Regions from separate parts of the Zea mays genome. Here region 2 is linked to region 1. Evidence: chromatin contacts called from public Hi-C data. All regions are on one chromosome and are shown on one strand. The core of a region is the stretch at or near the end of the contact, and the rest is flanking DNA. Distances in the headings are between cores, read along the strand shown.

Region 1 (6,540 bases), core at 1,862-4,361:
ATGATCAGCTATACCAATTCAAGCAAGAACATGCCACTGTTGACCTTAAGGAGACCACTTCTTTTCTTCTTCAGAAACTAAAATAAACCACGCAACCTTCACGACACGCTCTCTCTGGGATATTTTGGGACCTGACTGATGAATCTGGAATCTGAGCGAAGATAACGACAAAGAAATCATCGTCTTCTACAACACGATCGAGATGCATTTGATTGAAGCCTTTTGAGTTGGAAAAAAACATATGGGATGTGGAAAGCATGGGCAAGCCACGCACCACAACGACGACAGGGACGCACGCACGCACACCGGAGAACAGAGCAAATTGTTGTCCGGGTGAGTGAGTGAGCCTGCCACTGACAAGGACGGGAGCCAAGGCATGGACCTGAACTGAACGGAAGTCCAGTTCCATTGCACCTGCCTTGTTGCATTGTAGGGACACGCCCCCGAAAGCACGGGTGCGCAGCGCATGCACCGGCTGCTAGCAGACGGCTTGACGCTGGTGTGGTGACACACACACAGCTCACAAGATGTTCAGTTCAGACCTTGACAAATTCAGGACCAGATGGCGAGTGCCCAGTCCAGGCCAATCGCACGTTTCTGTCTGTCTATCTATCTATTTATCTACTGCAATAACAACCGTAAGAACGCAAGTCCGGCTGCCACGCTGAATTCTACTGCTAGCACCGTAGGTTTGGCCGTCCAAATCCCAGTTCCGGCAGGAGTCCCGTTCCAACTTCTGCATAAAAATTGGATCTTTGGTCGGTCCGCGGTTTGCAGCGTTCAGCAAAGCAGATTCCCTTCTTACGTTTGACCGAACCCACCACAGATGGATGCCGCAAGTCTTGGCTGCCGGCGGCGCACCGCAACGTTCATCAGTTGCAAGCGCCAAAGGCTAATTAGGCCGTGGAAGTAGGAAAAGCGACAGGAGGAGTAGCAACAGCTGACGGCGAGTAGTTCTTGGTCGCCTAATAAGCAAGCAGGGTCTAGTGGATTGCTGGACGTGGCGGCAATTCTCCACGAAATTCACCCCCACGCGGACGCGGACGCGGACGAGACGAATGCTTCCAAGAAGAAAACATGCATGATGCGGTGCGACACCCATGGCCACGCCACGCCATCCATGGGCGGCGAGCTGTTGCATGTACAAGAGAGCTCGTCGTACGACGAGTGGTTAAATTATTGAGCGAAAAGAACCAAAAGAGAATCATGGGAGCTCGGGGTCGTGGGGGGACGGCAAGGGAATGGAATCCAAAGTCCAAAGAACAAGATGCATGGGGCGGGCGGGCGCCGGGCGGGCGGAGGGCACGCACGAGCACGGCAGGGCAGAGATACGCGTACCTGCTGCACTGCTGGCAGAAGCGCTGCTGCTGGCCGGCGACGGTGACGACGGGCGTCTTGGAGTGCGCCTCGCAGACCTTGTGGCGGCGGTGGTAGTCGCGGCACCGGGACAGGTCGGCGTCGCAGCCCTGCACGGAGCACGCGGGCACCGCCTGCCGCGCGAGCCCCGGGCGCGGCCGCTTCGCCGGCGCGGACGACGACGGCGGAGGCGGGGGCGGAGGAGGGTTCGCTGACGGCAGCGCGGGCGCGGCACCGGCGGCGGCCGTGAGCACCGCCCTCGAGCTCGTCGGCGCGCCCAGCTTCAGGTCCAGCGCGCCGCCCCCGCTGCTGCTGGGCCCGACCACCGTGCCGAGGTCCCAGGCAGGAAGCATCTTGGCGTCCCAGTCCATGGCGACAGCCCGTCCCCAGGCCGACGCGCGTGTACGTGCCTGCCTGTTGTCGGGATCCTTGCACAGGGAGTAGCAGCTCTCTCCTCGGGACTCAACCCAAGCAGGCAGGCACCTCCGTCGCTGGTGGCGGCCGGCTCCGAAATGGTGGATTTTGGGAGGCCTTTCTGCTCTGCTGGCTGCTGCTGCGTGCGCAGGCCGTTGGAGACGGAACAACAGCTGTGTACTGCTCGCCCAGAGAGCAAAAGCAAAGTTGATGGCAACCAAAAAGCTTTGGAGGACGGGAAAGAGAGAGAGAGATCACAGCGGCGGCGGCGGCGGCGGCAGCAACAGCAACAGCATGCAATTAAAGAATCCAAGAGCAGCGGGCGGGAGCGGCAAGAAAGGAAGGGACGAGACAAGGGGCTGGGTTCTTGGGTGCTCGGCCGCCCGCCGGGCAGAGCGGTGGGTTAAGCTTTAAAGCGAGCGGAGGACACGGATGGATGGATGGAAGCAAGCACCTCCTCTCCTCCGAGAAAAAGGCGGACGAGGCGAGGGAAGGCAAGGAAGAGGAGGGAAGGGGGCGGGGCAGTGCCAGTGGTTGCAGACAGCACAGGAACAGGACGACGACGGAGGAGACTCCTATTGGAGGACTCCAAACTCCAAAGGTGGCAATAATTGCCGAGACCCGAGAGGCGAGCTGGGGGCACCTCCCACTGCTCACTCGACTCCCCCCTTCTTTATTTTCTTACCAATGGCAGTAAACATACAGTGTGTGGGTGTGATGTGTGGTTGGGGAGGGTAGGTGGGAGAGGGAGAAGGAGAAGGAAATAAGGAATCAGACAGACAGACAGACACACAGCAGCAAGCAGATGGATGTGTGGCAAAAGATTTCAGAGATAAAAAGGGAAGAAGAAGAAGCAGCAGCAGGTACCACTCTCGAACAAGAAGCAAGCGGAGGACGGAGTGGCTGAAGGCAATGCAGTGAAGAACATCCACCAAGAGCAAGGTGGAGGATTCTCCCTTCTTTGGTGGTTGCTGCTAGCTAGCTACTACTGCCTTTTCCTCCGGTTTGCTCCTTCAGCTCGGCAGCCCCTATGAGTAGGCTTTGCCTTGCCTCCTTGCGCTTGAGGATTGGTTTCTTCTCAAGTGGGGTTGCAAGGAAGCTCAGTCACTGCGCCAGCAAATGGGCAAGGCGGCAAAGATGAGGAGAGCTACCACTGCGCGCACCAGCTGAACCACTCCCTCCTAATTAAAATACAATACTCGTTAACAGAAACCCGGAGATAGAGGGGCTCTGATGGCTGATGAGAAGGACTAATAAAACTTAAGTGCAGAGGCTCCTCCTCCCTCTCACCTTTTGTAGCGGGGGTGGAGTGGAGGTGGAGGGCAGGGGGGGGAAAAGTACAAAAGTTGGGAAAGAGCTGGATTTACATGGAGGAGCAATGGAAAAAAGGGAGGAGAGGGGAGGTTAGGCAGGCGCAGGGGCAGGAGGAGCAGCTTTTTCTCCTGTCTTCTTCTTTCTTTTCCCTACTGCGTTTTTGTGTTCTGTGCTGTGCTGCCGCTGCCGCTGCTGTGTGCTACTGTGCCATGCTGCCTCGTCCCAGCTGACATGGTCATGTTTCACAGACCACAGCCAGAGCGCACCACGGCATCATCCAATATTGCTCCATGCACTCCCAAAAGCGCGTGTCATGAGATGCATGAGCTTATATGCCCACATCCACGGTAGATAGAGCCTTTCTTTTCTAGGGCGTCTCCTCCTTCTTTTTTTTTTTTTTTGCTGTGCTATTCTTGGGTCCTGAGGTCTGAACATCTGAGCATGTATTTTTCTTTCCCTTTTGTCACTGTCACACTCACGTAGAGCTTGATATGATAGACAATCTACGTAGTCCGTAGAGCCTTTCTTTCCTAGCACTTCTCCTTCCTTTGCTGTGCTACCCTTAGTAGATTCTAAGGTTTAAACATTTTAGCATGTGTTTTTCATTTTCTTCCTTGATCAGACTAAAGCTATCTGTTTGGACCGTTACAGCTACAATCCACAAAGACAAGACACTATAAATACAGTAGAAGTCGGTATAGATTGAAGCATATAATAGAATTGTTAAAAACGGCGTCAAGAGTGCGAGAAGCATTGGTACCACGCATCGCGAATACGATAGTATTTCCGAGATTCGCCTCGACATGTACTGAACATCCATATATATTTTTTCACCTTTTGTAGCGATAAGAGTACAATACAGGTTCCGCGCTTACATAAAATAAGCGGAACCGGCGAATTGGCTTTCATGGAACAGAAACAAACCGATATCATATACTCCTAGTTGTGAGCAGCTAGCGGACGGCTTTGTTTACAGCCTCGACCGAAAAAAAAGTAACATATATTCTTAAAGCACCTTGGTGTGAAGAATGTGCTGTGTGCATGGTCGACTTCTCTCTACCTAGCTCCTTTGTGTTGGGTTGACGACGTGGTCCCTCTAGCGAAGCAAAGTGTATTGTATCTACGCCTTTCTTTTCAATTTGCTCAGCAGGGAGAGGACTGTAATTAAGAGCATAGTTTTATTCCCCTGACGAGGATTATTATTATTTTTATCTCCGCTGCCGCCGATGCAGCTATGGAACTACGTGAGGTCCAAGTTCCCAAGTCTTGATTAGCTCTAGTCGTAGTAGTGATGCGATGCCGTACTGTTTGGTTCCTAGTTTTCACACGCTGACCAATGGTCAAGAAAAAAAGAGTCGCGCGCGTACTGTTCTGAGAGAGGCACAGGGACAGAACGTGGTTATCTATCTTTCTATCTTTGGCCGGCCCGCTCACCAACACGTAGGTGCTGCCTTGGTGGCGAGGGTCCGTGGTTTGCAGCCAGCCAGGAGCGATTCCTCCGGTTAAGACCGTCTCCAGCAATAGTTTTTTATATTCATCTATTATATCTCTCATTTATAGTCTTCTCTAAAAAATTTTATTTCTATATTTTCTTCATCTCCAACAACATCCTTCAAATCACGTCTTATATACATAAATACCTATATTAGAGATATTTTTAATTTTTAATTTTGTACATACGTATTTGTCATATTCTTAAATGTATTGTACATATTTTAGTTTTGCTAAACCGGTTGTTTAAAGTATTCAAATGAATAGAGAACTGTTTAGAGAAACTCTATATATAGAGGATTCATCAGCGTTCTCTAAATTTAAACGACCGTTTAGAGTACGTTGCTGAAAAGAGTAGATGATAACCTTATCCTTTAAATTTAGGGTACATGATCCTTTAGAGGTACTTGTTGGAGTATATGGAGCCATCTTGACAGACCAGCAAACTTGTTAGTGGTGTTTTTTTTTTTGTATTTTTGTTAGAAACAAGGGCCTGATCCAGGAGCACCTGTGTTAACCAAAAGCAAGGCAGAGATTTTGCAGCCTCGTGAGAAGAAAAGAATCAGAGAAGAGGATCTGAGACGTGAGCCTGCCTGGCTGGGTGGCTGGCTGGCTGTGGCTTTGAGATTACAGTGACTGACTCACAGGACAAGTACCGCAGGCATTGCAGAGGGAGGGACACGGTACAGTAGCCAGCGTAGCGTAGCAAGAGCCATATGTCAGAGATGTGGATGCGCCACCACCATGGGCATGGGGTTCTGATGAAACTGGTCTGTCTGCCGCTATACGTACGCTGCCTGCGCCACAGCAAGTTATATTACCGAGTGTTCGAGTACTACGTTCTACAGCGAACGAACTTACCACGGGGTAACTGCAATGCACTGCGTGCTGGAGGCACAGTTCAATCATGAAGACGACGCACGCACGCACGCACTGTAGATTCTACTTTGCACGAGCGTACGTAGAGAGGTGCTACTACTTTGTACGTACGTACTACAATAGAGTAGTAGGATCTGCTGGCAGGCATGAGGCAACAATTTGCTTTGCCTAACATGGCGTGCGGCCTTCCCTTCGAGTCTTTGACCGTTATACAGTGGAACGGAACCCCCGAATCGAACGGCTGCATGCAGCTGCAGCTAGCACATTTGAAACGCAGCAACGACTTGCAGCGACACTGCATTGACCGATCGATCCTGCTGCCTTGCGTGCTTGGGTTTCCTCGCCGGCTTCGGCTTGTCTGTCTGTCGCGCGGTGCCGCTGCCGCCATCATGGGTGTCGTGTCGTGTGGTGTTGCACCCTCTGTCTTCGCGCAGCATGCATGGATATGGATCGCTGCGGCGTCGCAGTCTGCAGCTCTAGTAGTAGCCCTGATGCATGATGGCGATCGCTCTGCCACTGCCACCCGGGCCGGCCGGCCGGCCCGCCGGCTACGATTGGTCAAGTCAGCGAGTGAGCGAGTCCCATCCATTGCCTCGTTTGGCCGGTCGTGGTCGTGGTCGCCCACGCATGCAGTTCAAGCGCATACTAGTAGAAATAAACATGCTTCAAATCTTATAAATAATAAAAAATACCAATAAGAACCATCCATATAGTAGACATGCCATTAGACTAGTGACAGAATATGTTTAACAGTGTACATTTTGTTTTCTAACGGAGGCGGTAGTAATGCGTGCGAGCATCTCACAATGCAGGAGGGCAACGTGCGTGTGGTGTGTGGTGGTCAGCACGGCAACAGTGTTCTCGCAACGCGGTCACGCCCGGAAAGCCATGCACCGCGGCATGCATGAATGCGCGCGCGCGTGTACCGCGGTCCGCGGGCTGCATGCGTGCGTGTGGCTTCCCCTCCGGTCCGGTGGCGCCCTCGCTCGCCGCGCATAGTCCACTGTTCACACTCTGTTCTCTTCTCATCTGACCGCGCCAAGTGGTGCAGGGCGGCCGCGCGCGCCCATGGCGGAACTAGCTAGC
Region 2 (6,187 bases), core at 3,319-5,818, 220 kb after region 1:
GCGCGTACGGTGTGCTAGGGTTTGACCGACGCCGCGAGGAGGGGGGCAGGAGCGAGGAGGTTTTGCCTTTCGGGCTCGGAGGCGAGCGGGCAGCGGAGGGCGGAAGGTGGTGACACCGCGGAAGCGTTCAGCGTGTCTGCGTGTGATCGTTCCTCGAGCGGGCAGCGGGGCTGCGGCAGGAACGCCATGCGTGGGAAGGGATCGCGGGGGCTGCGGCAGGGAAGCGGATGCGCAGGGACGAGTGCGGGAGAGACGTGGGATGCGGCAGGGGCGTTGGATGCGGGTTGGACGCTCTGGATGTGGCAGAACGTGCACCACGGTTGGCTGTGAATGCCTACAATAGATACTTAATTAGTAGTAGAGAAGAGATAGAGATTACATGTAAAAAAATTGTCCTGGGTCTGCCACTGTGCTCGCCGACGCCGCCCTAGCGCTCGCCGCCGCTGCATGCCCTAGCGTTGGCCACAGCCAGCGGTCAGGCAATAGGTCACCCCGGTTTCCCGTGTGGCCGGTGGCCCTGCCTGGCAGCCTCCCCATGGCCCCACTTGCCCGCTGGCCAGTGGGCCGTCGCCCGCGACACTGGCCTTCCAGTTGAGCACTCCTCAACTCACGGTTCCTAAGCTACTGCGTCATTGTGGTCTCTGCGTGGTTAAATGTGTGTTGAGCCAACAGGTGCAATTATAGCAGGAGTGGTATAAAGCTTATTACTATTGAATAATGTGGTGAAATTCCGAAGATCAGATCAAAATGCATTAGGGCCTGTTCGTTTGCGCCGGAATTCATCCCAGAATCGTTCAGCTAACCAAACCTTATATAAATTAGACAAGCAATCTGGCTAGTAATAATTCCGGGTGGCCAATCCCCAAGAATCGAACAGACCCTTAGCTAAATTTGAAATTTATCTGCGGGTCTGTAGCACACATGCTTAGTTGGTAGTTACAATTGAACGTGAGAACTGCAAAATCATTTTTCACGGTAATATGTGGATATAAATATGCTAGCGTCTCTTCTCTTGCTCATGCTTCATAGAACACTAATCCTTTTATATCATTGAGGACTTGAGGTTTCAACTTCTTTACGCGAAAAAACTATTATGGCACATTATATAAAAAAAATCTAGGTCCGCTACGGCCAACAATCACCCGTAATAGAAAAAGAAATCAATTCTTAGGCTGTCTCCAGCAACGTCCTCTATATCTATCCTCTATATCCGTCTTTTATAGTCTTCTCTAAAAGTTTTCATCCTCTATATCTCTTTCTTCTCCAACAACGTCCTCTAAATCACGTCATCTATACTCAAATACATATATTAGAGACATTTCTTATTTTATTTTTTTACATACGTATTTGTTATACTCTCAAGTATAGTGTACATATTTTAGTTTTGTTAAACCAGTTATTTAAAGTATTCAAATGGATAGAGGACCATTTAGAGAAACTCTATATAGAGAGAATTTAGCAGCGTCCTCTAAATTTAGAGGACCGTTTAGAGGACGCTGCTGGTATAGATGTCCAAACAGTGCGGGCCGCCCGTTTAGCCCGTGGCACGACACGAATTTAGCCCGGTCCAAACACGGCCCGGCACGGTCGGTTACGTGCCCGGGCCGGCACGGCCCGTTTAGTGGGCCGGGTATGGGCAAATACGGTGGCCCGCGTGCTTTGGCCCGGCCCGGCCCGATAAATGGGTTGGCCCGACGTCGGCCCGCATATTTATGTAAATACTAAATATGTAAATACATTTAATTCTCTTATAATATATAAATACTAAATACGCGGCCAAACATATATAAAATGCATACATAAATATAAAATGCATACATAAATATTTTGTTGTCTTAATATATGTAAATAATATGTTAATATATATGATTAATTCTGTTAAATGTATGTATTTATATACCGCTCTATTGTTGGTTCGAGCCAGTGGCCGGCCCGGTACGTTGAGGTCCACCGGGCCAACGGGCCGGCCCGGCACGATTTTTCCCTGTGCGTGCCGGGTTTGGGTATGTCCCTAGGCACGTGGGCCAGCCCGACCCGGCTCGAAGCATCAACGGGTCGTGCCTGGCCCGGCCCTATTCGTACCGGGCCGAAACGGGTTCGGGCCAGATCCGTGCTGGGTAGCCCGTTTGGACATCTATAGCTGCTGGAGAGCATAGATTACTGTTTGGTCCTCTATATTTAGGGTAGAGGATCCTTTAGAGGACCTTGTTGGAGTCAGCCTTATCTGCTACGTATGCCAAGATAGATAGATAGATAGATAGATAGATACGAGCCTGAAATTTAATAGGATCCACAGCATAATATTTTATAGCAGCAGGAGAGAGGAAGTGACGTTTAAACAGCAGGAAAGCGATGGCCATCTCGTCTGACGAACTCGCGATGGCGTTTCATATATTTTTCTTTATCTCGGTTGTTCTTGTTCTGACAGTGACACAAGTGAACCACTGTTGGCTGATGATTGCTCCTAAATGTAAGTGCAAGTGAGCACGCACTGCATAGCTGTAACTGTAACGTAAGGCCCAGAAGTTATATGGGCCTTGGCCCACGTTTGTACTGGGCCTTAGGATTAAACGGAGTGGCCAGTGAGCGACAGCACAGAGAAAACTTGCTAAAAATATAGAGGAGACAGAACAGGTTTTTATTTATCTACCTATCTATTTTCTATTTTATTAAAAGAATAGAATCAAAATAAGTCTTTACTGTTGGTTGCGAGGGTCTATAAATTATAAAGTTATATATATATATATATATAGACTATTAGATTTTACTAAGACCTAAGGGAAAAATAAACGGAGTACTATAAAAAAAGAAAAACATTTACACAGTTAAATTTTATTTAAGCATTGAGAGTAAATAGAGCTTCATGAAAAATGTAACATGAACTGTTTTTTAATGATCTAACATTTTATATCAATTCTTCCACACCAAACTTAGTAGCCTAAACAATCTTAACAAAACTTAATTTATAAATAAAGAATATGATCTCAGCCTGAGTTTGAGAGAAACCTACCTTCTCAATTCTCACGTATCCTAGACTGTTCGCTTCATATTTGTCGGCGTTTCGAGACCGGGGGGTCCCTGGGTCGACGAGTGAAATGTCGCTGCGTGCCCCAGCCTAGATGGGTCGGCGCGAGGCCGAGCGCGAAGGGAGGAAGAAAGGCAGCCGGAGACGGGCGTGAGAGAGGTGGAAATCCCACGGCCTTCGTGTTCGTCCCGCGCCCAGGTCGGGTGCGCTTGCAGTAGGGGGTTACAAGCGTCCACGCGGGAGGGGCAGCGAGCGGCCTCACGCGAGCGCCTGTCCCGTCCTCTTCCCCGCACGGCCAACCCTCTGTAAGAGGGCCCTGGTCCTTCCTTTTATAGGCGTAAGGAGAGGATCCAGGTATACAATGGGGGTGTAGCAGAGTGCTACGTGTCTAGCGGAGGAGAGCTAGCGCCGTAAGTACATGCCGTCGTGGCAGCCGGAGAGGTTTTGGCACCCGGTTCGTGTGGTGTCGTGGCCGTCGGAGGAGCGCTGGAGCCTAGCGGAAGGACAGCTGTCGGGGCTGTCGAGTCCTTGCTGACGTCCTCTTGCTTCCGTAAGGGGGCTGAGAGCCGCCGTCGTCACAGAGCGTGCGGGGCGCCATCATTGCCTATCTAGCGGAGCGAGCCAGATGGGACGCCGGTCTTCTTCCCCATAGCCTGAGTCAGCTTGGGGTAGGGTAATGATGGCGCCTCCTGTCGACGTGGTCGGTCCGCGCCCTAGGTTGGGCGATGTGGAGGCTCCTCCGAGGTCGAGGTCGAGGTCGAGTCTGTCTTCCGTGGCCGTGGTCGAGTCCGAGCCCCTGGGTCGGGCGAGGCTGTAAAGCCCAAAAACTTGGTAGAAAAAAATATATCATGAAATAATAAAAGAAAGAGATAATATATATATATACACATATATCTAATCCTGAGATCTAAATAAGAGTATTTTCTCGTAAAAGTAATTATATACTAAAAGATATTTCTTCATAAAATAGAATAAGTAATAAATAATGAAGCTTTGGAATGAACCTCTAATGGACTAAACATTCGAAATACTTTCGTAAAATGAATATTTTGTGTTGCATATTGAAAACATTGCCTAAATAAATAAGGTAATAAACAAATGAATAAACTTAATACATGAACCTTGCATTTATGTTGAAATATATTTTTGGTGTGCAAATTAGAACTTTGTTTGAATTTAAAATCTAATTGGAATTTGAAAATAGGAAATAAAAAAAGGAAAACACTTTCCTGCGTTTGGGCCTAATGCCACATCCTCGGCCCATCTTCCTTGTTTCTCTCACGCACCAGCCAGCCCACCTCGACCCTCGGTGCTCCAGCCAATGACATCGGGTCCCACTCCTCAGTCTCCGTTGTGGCTCCACACGGTCTCCCGGATACCCGACCTATGACTCCACGTGACTGTGCGCCTATTATCGCTGACCAGTGGCCCCACCCTCATTGGTGGCTGACTTGTGGGCCTTGTCGCCAGGAGCCATCTTCCCCCTGATGGCTACAACTGAACCGCGGAACGGAGATCTCGCCGTGGCCATCGCTATCGGTGATTTGCTAGCGTAGCAGTCGCTCCTGTAATGGCGGATTCGGTTACCCCTTGCCCTCCGTAAAATTTGCGCCTGCTCTTCTATAAATAGCAAGAGCCTCGGCCATGAGCGCCAGCACCAGGTGATTCGCGCCAGGGTGATGTGGGGCGCGCTGCCATTGGGAAAATCGCACCGAGCTTCATCGAAGAGAGAGAAAGAGAGAGGGGTCGCGTTGTGTGCTAGCCGTGGAGTATTGACGCGGGCCGTGCGTGGCGCCTGTTGCTGTGGAAACGGCACGTATGGCCAACCATGGCGCCGTGGCGAGCCGGATCGGCTGCTGCCGGTCTTCACAAGGAGGAAGAATCGCTTGGCTTCGCCGTATCCACCATGCACCAGACCCCCGCGTGCGTCGGCGTGCAGGCCAGAGCTTCGCCCTGCCAAATCGCGCTGATGACCATCCCCTCCGGCGAGCTTGTAAAGGTCAGTGAGCCTATACTTGAATACAACGTACTGCTCCGTCTGGTTCCCGCGAAGAAGATCGTGGTCAACCGGGGGAGATGGGATGAATCCTCAATGGGGTCGACATCACCGTGCAATCCGCCCCGTGTCATGGACGGACCGCGCCGCATCCCCAAATTCCTCGGGTAAGTTCGTTTTGGGTTCGTTCTCCTCTCCGCCGCCCGTAGCTTCGTTCGTTTCGATGGAGTATGTCCAGCGTCGTGGGCTGTGGATTGTGGCAGAATGTGTTCTCGACCATGGCTTCTCCGTACCGGAGCTGGCCGCCGCCGTAGTGGCTTTTGGTTGGGCGTGTTGGGGAAGAAGGCCGTGGGGCCCTCCCTCGCTGGAGCGGCTCAGCTCATGATGTGCAGCTCCGGCATGGTGGCCGAGAGCCTCTCTCCCATGGCACAATGGAGGTCCACCGCGGGAGGGCCTGCGCGCAGCTGCGTTCCGGCTGATAGGAGGAAGATGATCTTTGGCGCGTTGGATGGGTTATACACGGTGGGGATTAGATGTGGGTTGTCCACCGCTGGATCTTTGGCGAACGGGTCGGATTGGAGGTTGTCGTGGGCAGATTCTGGCCCTTGATCGGTAATCCAAGGGTTCGCGTAGAATTACAGGTTCTGACGTCTATGGATCTAATCCATACCGCCCACCATTGATCGAACGGCCACGATTGGCCCATACCCCTTCGACCTGGGCATTTTGCGTAAACGACCCCGTGAATTATCTGAATCAACCCGCCGTCCCGTGCGGGGGAAAACTAAGTCTCGGGATAAATTGTGGATTAGCCCCCGAGCTCTCTGGATTTTATGCGCTCAGTCCAGTGACTTAAGAAAATAGGAAAAACAATATAGAAAATACTTTTCTAGCACAAAAATAATTCTAGAACTTGTGTAATTTCTAGAAAATCTATTTTAGCTCCGAATTGACCCATTCTAGTTGCAATAATTTTGTTTTAATATTGTCTATCAACTAGTAACACTATTTAGCCATGAAACTTAAGTTAAAATTGTTCATTAGGATTAATCTATTCTAAGCACTAAATAATTTCGAAAATTCATAACTTAATAACCGTAGCTTCGAATTTAGCAGTTCTTGTTTCTACGATCTTGTAGCAACGCATAGAATCTTATTATGCAGTT

What was found. A called contact is a pair of places that touch in the nucleus more often than the background predicts.
Region 2: a contact with region 1 is called in a Hi-C map of bundle sheath, with 4 times the contacts expected there. The contact joins the promoter of LOC103650840 here to the promoter of LOC103650833 in region 1. A contact is called at or near these places in 8 of 25 Hi-C or Micro-C datasets (bundle sheath, ear, endosperm and 3 more).

The regions. Positions count from the first base shown.
Region 1 is chr3:161,580,807-161,587,346 of Zm-B73-REFERENCE-NAM-5.0, forward strand. It overlaps LOC103650833 (squamosa promoter-binding-like protein 2), which reads right to left and starts at 3,112. Exons shown (of 3, transcript XM_008676419.2): 1 at 1,339-3,112. The coding sequence starts at 1,727.
Region 2 is chr3:161,796,059-161,802,245 of Zm-B73-REFERENCE-NAM-5.0, forward strand. LOC103650840 reads left to right here and starts at 4,569. Exons shown (of 2, transcript XM_008676426.3): 1 at 4,569-5,188. The coding sequence starts at 4,854.